Linked DNA regions of Sus scrofa: region 1 is linked to region 2. A link is a contact called in public Hi-C data. All regions are on one chromosome and are shown on one strand. Each heading gives the region's core, a stretch centred on a gene start, on an enhancer-like site or on the middle of the called end of the contact. The rest is flanking DNA. Distances are from core to core; before and after follow the strand shown. Region 1 overlaps TEX2 (testis-expressed protein 2). Region 2 holds the start of MILR1 (allergin-1).

The links. Hi-C and Micro-C count contacts between places; a contact is called where the count stands out from the background.
Region 1: a contact with region 2 is called in a Hi-C map of skeletal muscle, with 5 times the contacts expected there. The contact joins the enhancer-like site here to the promoter of MILR1 in region 2. A contact is called at or near these places in 2 of 5 promoter capture datasets (fetal liver and liver), 15 of 47 Hi-C or Micro-C datasets (alveolar macrophages, embryonic fibroblasts, heart right ventricle and 6 more) and 2 of 2 datasets of contacts at active chromatin or transcription factors (alveolar macrophages and skeletal muscle).

The regions. Positions count from the first base shown.
Region 1 is chr12:14,854,879-14,857,578 of Sscrofa11.1, reverse strand. All of the region lies in intron 10 of TEX2 (testis-expressed protein 2), which reads right to left. Among named protein-coding and RNA genes, the nearest start is that of ERN1, 26 kb to the left of the region's middle. Within about 2 kb of position 1,343, at least 9 of the 83 cell types and tissues checked have an H3K27ac peak or open chromatin away from gene starts, as enhancers often do. A contact at or near this core is called in fetal liver and skeletal muscle, where this site is marked.
Region 2 is chr12:14,636,677-14,639,376 of Sscrofa11.1, reverse strand. MILR1 (allergin-1) reads left to right here and starts at 1,431. Exons shown (of 9, transcript XM_021066766.1): 1 at 1,431-2,700. The coding sequence starts at 2,680.

The DNA of each region.
Region 1 (2,700 bases), core at 94-2,593, 220 kb before region 2:
GGCTCCGCTTAGAAAGAGCACGCGCTCCACCCCCACTACTGCCGGTCATCACTCTCCACCACCCACCCCGCCCAGAAGAGGCCCAATCCAAGGGTCCTCGGATTGGCCTGGCTCCCCGGGAGACTCTTCAGCGCCGAGTCCCCTGGCAGGACCGCAGAGGACTTGGGCCTGAAGGGTTCGATTCTGCGCATGCGTCAGAAAGACAGGCGGTGGGAGCGTGATGCAGTCACACAAGATGCAGTGATTTCGTCAACAGTGCAGCGTGGCCAATGGGAGGGTGAGTGGAAAGAAGGATGGTTGCACGGATCAGGTGAGAGCTCATGTTGGTGACATGACCACCTCACAGGTGACGGGGATGTTCAGGCAAGTCCCCTGACTCGCTGAGTTCAACAACATGAGGCGTTTGGGCCTGGTTACCTCCAGGTTAGATTTGGCTCAAGAATCCTTCCTGAGATTACATATCTTACCCCATGCCTGCCCCAGCTCCTGAAGGTCACAGAAAAGAGCCAACAACCACAGGGTACAAATCTCAAGGGACTCGAGGGAGCAACTGATATGAGGACTCAGGAACTTTCCGGAGAAACTAATTTAAAACCTTTTTTAAATGAAGTAATGAAAAGCTTCACCCGAGAGCAATGTCCCTCATTAGTCTTTCCAGGTGGATCCTTGGTTTCCAGAGGCCTGGGGGCTGCTGGGTCACCTGCAGTGGTGAACGATCAAGCTCCCCTGTGAGGGTACTGGGTGGGGTGGGGGTGGGGTTCCTGGCTGAGCTTCAGCCACACAAAAGGCGGCTGCCTCCTCTGATGGTGCCTTTGCTTCAGAGGGGCAGATGGCAGAGCCCATCTCTGAGGCTCAGAGACTTAAGGGGGATGAAATGAACAAGGGACAGAGTAGCCTTTGAACACTGTCAAGCTACCAAACGGTGGCTAAGCAGAGAGGGGACCTTGTATTTTTGACGAGGACAAAATCACCAGGATGGGGAAGGTAACACAGCTTAGGTCTCATCTCCCTTTGGGGTCTTCCTCGGGTGATGTCCTTGAGCTACCAGACGCCCACAGGGACAGCCATCTTCTGGCCAAAAGGGCCAAGGGCACCCAAGGGCAGAGCACGCCTGGCGATGTTGAAGGCCCAGCAGAGGCCCCAGCACTGGGAGGAGGGTACTGAAATCTCCGCCTGAAACAGGAGCCCGGCTGTAAGAAGACCGCACGAATATTCTCCCTGGCAGGACACCCGGATCCTCTCCATCCTGGCTCTGAAACACTAGAGCCAGCGCTCCAGCCAACCCGCTTGAATGCAGCGTGAAAAGGGGACGCCCTCTGCAGACACAAAAGCCTCCTGTCCCTGGCTGAGGGGGAGCACCTGACTCCTCCTCCTCGCATCAGAGGCCTGGCTAGTCCAGGCGATGCTCATGTGTGTCCTTCTGAGCTTTCAGGGTTAGGCGGCCCTCACTGAGCTCTTCTGTGGGAAATGTACAGAGCAGAAGATGATTCCCAAGAAAGCCTACCCTGGGTCTTGGGATGAAAGAAGTCAGGGAGGTAAAGCCCCAAAGATAACGGGACCGTCTCAGAAACCCTACTCCTCCATCGCTAACATGGCCGTGCCCCCAGCTCAGACCTGGTGCTGCCAGGTAAGGAGTCTACACAGCACAGAAGGCTGCCTTACTATCCTGGACCACAGTGAAGCATGCAGAGCCACCGCCCCCTTCTGTCCCCACTGGTATTTGTCATCTGGCAGCCTCCAGACCTGGAGGAAAAGATGCCAAAGGCTGAGCACTGCAGTGAGCTCTTGGGTTCCTGAATTAATCCTCTGTGGGACAGAGAACAGGACAATTTTGTGGCTTGAAGTTAATAATTTAGACAAAGCTGTATCAGTTAAAACACACCAGATGACATGAAATTCTGACTCTGACCAAATGGCACCTCTCCCTCTGCATGGGGAGCTGTGTTATGCAGCTCCCAATTCTTACTCATTAGGAGGGTAACTAAATGTTTGGCTGATATTCAGGTTTTATAACTAAACATGCATTTTGTGATCTCAACCTTATGATGCCAGCATGAATTTCAGAGAAAGACACCTGCACAGTCTTATATAAGATGTGTTAGAACATGACAAGCCTATTTTTTAAAGCACACCTTCAAATTCCAGATGAGTGTGATAGCCTTTCAAAGAGCCACCTTACAGGGCTTATTCCAGTTCTGCTGCCTTTGCTAAAAATCTTTTTAGAAATGTGCTTGGAGTCAGACACATAGGAAAAAGTGAATCATTTCACCTTTTTTTCTTGGGGGGGGGTCTTTTTGTCTTTTTAGGGCCACACCCACGGTATATGGAGGTTCCCAGGCTAAGGGTTGAATCAGAGCTGCAGCCACCAGCCTACTCCAGAGCCACAGCAATGCCAGATCCGAGCCTCATCTGTGACCTACACCACAGCTCACGGCAACACAATCCTCAACTCACTGAGCAAGGCCAGGGATTGAACCCACATTCTCATGGATGCCAGTCGGGCTCACTAACGGTTGAGCCACGACGGGAACTCCAAAGAACGAATCATTTTATCACTGATACTTTTTTTTGTTGTCTTTTTGCCTTTTTGTCTTATCTAGGGCTGCACCCACGGCATACAGAAGTTCCCAGGCTAGGGGTCCAATCCAAGCTATAGCCGCCAGCCTATGCCACAGCCGCAGCAAGGTGGGATCTGAAACG
Region 2 (2,700 bases), core at 182-2,681:
ATCCCCAAAAGTGGACAGGGCTCACTTTTGGGGATAATGTTGCAACCATTTCTGAACATCAACAAAATTTTAGAAATTATGATAATAATTTTATCAGTGATTTGCTCAAAAATTTATATCACCTGAATAGTTTTATAATATAGCTTAGTTTATTTAGAGATAAAGCAGGAGTGGTGAAATATATTTTAAAATATTGGATCCGTGGAGTTCCCATTGTGGCGCAGTGATTAACGAATCCACTAGGAACCATGAGGTTGCGGGTTAGATCCCTGCCCTTGCTCAGTGGGCTAAGGATCCGGCGTGGCTGTGAGCTGTGGTGTAGGTTGCAGACACGGCTCGGATCCTGTGTTGCTGTGGCTCTGGGTAGGCTGGCAGCTATAGCTCTGGTTAGACCCCTAGCCTGGGAACCTCCATATGCCGAGGGAGCGGCCCAGAAATGGCATAAAGACAAAAAATAATAATAATAAAAAAATAAAATATTGGATCCGTGTGTTGTGTATTTCTCTCCTGGTTGTAAAATATTTTTAATAATACCTCTGCACACCTCATAGAGGTTCTGTAAGGAGTGTGAAGCTCTTAGACAACAGAAAGCCTAACTTTACTGTTTGACTATTTAGTGTTATCAAGTTTATCAATATGGCAAATTGCTGTGGACCATGACAAGGTGCATCTGTCTTGATCTGGGCCCCAAGGAACGTGCCTGGTCCGTGGATGAACTTTTTCTTTTTCCATTTGATTTGTTGTGTAGCCTCTGACATATCACGATCCTTTTCCCAGGGCCTCACTAAGGCAATGCTAGCAACGTTTACAGCAGCTCTAAGCAGCACTTCCCCTGGTTTCCTTTGTTGTCTTTGTGTCCAAGCTGCGGTTTGCAAGCTTCCTGCCCCAGCTGAAAGTTCTACTCACAGCAATGCCCCAGACGTGTCAGCGTTTCTGGAGAACCCAGATCTCTCCCATGCTCAGGCCAGGATGGATGGACAATGGAGGGAAAAGTCAAGAAGGAAACCTCTGATTCCCTTTAGCAGAAATTCTGGCATTGTGGGTCATCCTATCAGAGAGTAAATCTGTGGGGTTCTTTCTCTCCCTCTTCTTTAGTGAAAGAAACCGCCACCAATATCACAGTATCAAAGCATCGAGTGCCGTCTTTGTTAGAAGGCTGGGTGCTTGAGAAGTGACTTTTATTTATTTATTTATTTATTATTTATTTATTTTGCCTTTTTAGGGCCACAAATGAGGCATATGGAGGTTTCCAGGCTAGGGGTCTAATCGGAGCTGTAGCCGCCGGCCTAAGCCAGAACCACAGCAAGCCCAGACCGAGCTGCGTCTGCGACCTACATACACCACAGCTCACGGCAACACAGGATTCTTAACCCACTGAGTGAGGCCAGGAATCAAAGCTGCAACCTCATGGATTCGTTAACCACTGAGCCACAACGGGAACTCCCAGAAGTGACTTTTCAGGTCAGAAGGAAATAAAAGCCTTTTATGAACTGAAAGCTAAATAAGATGAATTGCTTCCAGACAGTGAAGGCCAGACAAAGAGGAAATGGGGGTGACGGCAGCAGGCCCGGGCTCTGCTCAGACCCCCAGGGGTGGCCAGATGTGGGACCGGAAATGACTGACCACCACAGGAGGGACCTGGGGAGCCCGAGCAAGAAGCACCTGGAGTGAGTTCTTATGGAGGTTGGATGATGTCCTAGAGGAACTTGTACCTGGGCAGGGAGGGCCCTGTCTTCCCCACAGAGAGGGCGCCTGTCCATGGGAATGTGTGAGACCTACAGGACCAACCCTGGGTGGCAACAAGAATCAGTAACACAAGTGGCCCAGCTCAGTTACACCTCCTGCCACTTGGGAACCTCTCACCACTTCCCACTTCAGGCTGGCAACAGCAAAGTGTGTGGCTTTGTTACTGCATGCACTTTGCAGAGTCAGGAGAATTCTGGATTGGGTAGTGGTGAATCACAAGTCACTGTGGGTTGTAATTTAGAGACTCTGAGACCACTGGGGCCCTTGTGAAAATTCAGAGTCCCAGGTTTCACCCCCAGTAAGCTTGGAGCAGGGCCTAGGAACCAGCAATGAACACAATCAGGCATTTCTGCTGCCACGTTTCTTTCTTTCTTTCTTTCTTTTTGGTCTTTTTAGGGCTGCACCCACGGCCTATGGAGGTTCCCAGGCTAGGAGTCAAATAAGACCTGTAGCCACAGGCTTATGCCACAGCCATGTTTCCATGTGTCTCTGTAGAGTCAATATTGCTTCCCAAGACTAAACCGCACTTCTGCTAATTCCTTTAGACATAGGCTGAATCCAGAAAGAGATGAGCAGGTGGGTTTACATAAAGACAACACTTTTTCTTTTCCCACTGTCCAACTTCCCAGCCAGCCTGAACTACAGGCAACCTGCCATATCTCTGCTTACAAGAACTCTCAGGGTCACACCAACCAGTCTTCTGTGTCAGGCTTTGTTCATGCAACTCTGACTTCTCTAACTTGGTCAAAAAGGAGGAAGTTCTCTAAGTGATTTACCACCCGGGTTCCACCAAGCCTCCCTCGTCCTCCTCTTGATTTCATTCAGGAGAATGTGGAGCCATCTGAACAAACTATTCTTTGGGGGCATTTTGCCTTCTGTCGCATTTAAGGCGTCCTTACCATTCTGAAGCTTGAACCTCCAAATCGAAACACCATGTGGAAAAAGAGTCTTCTC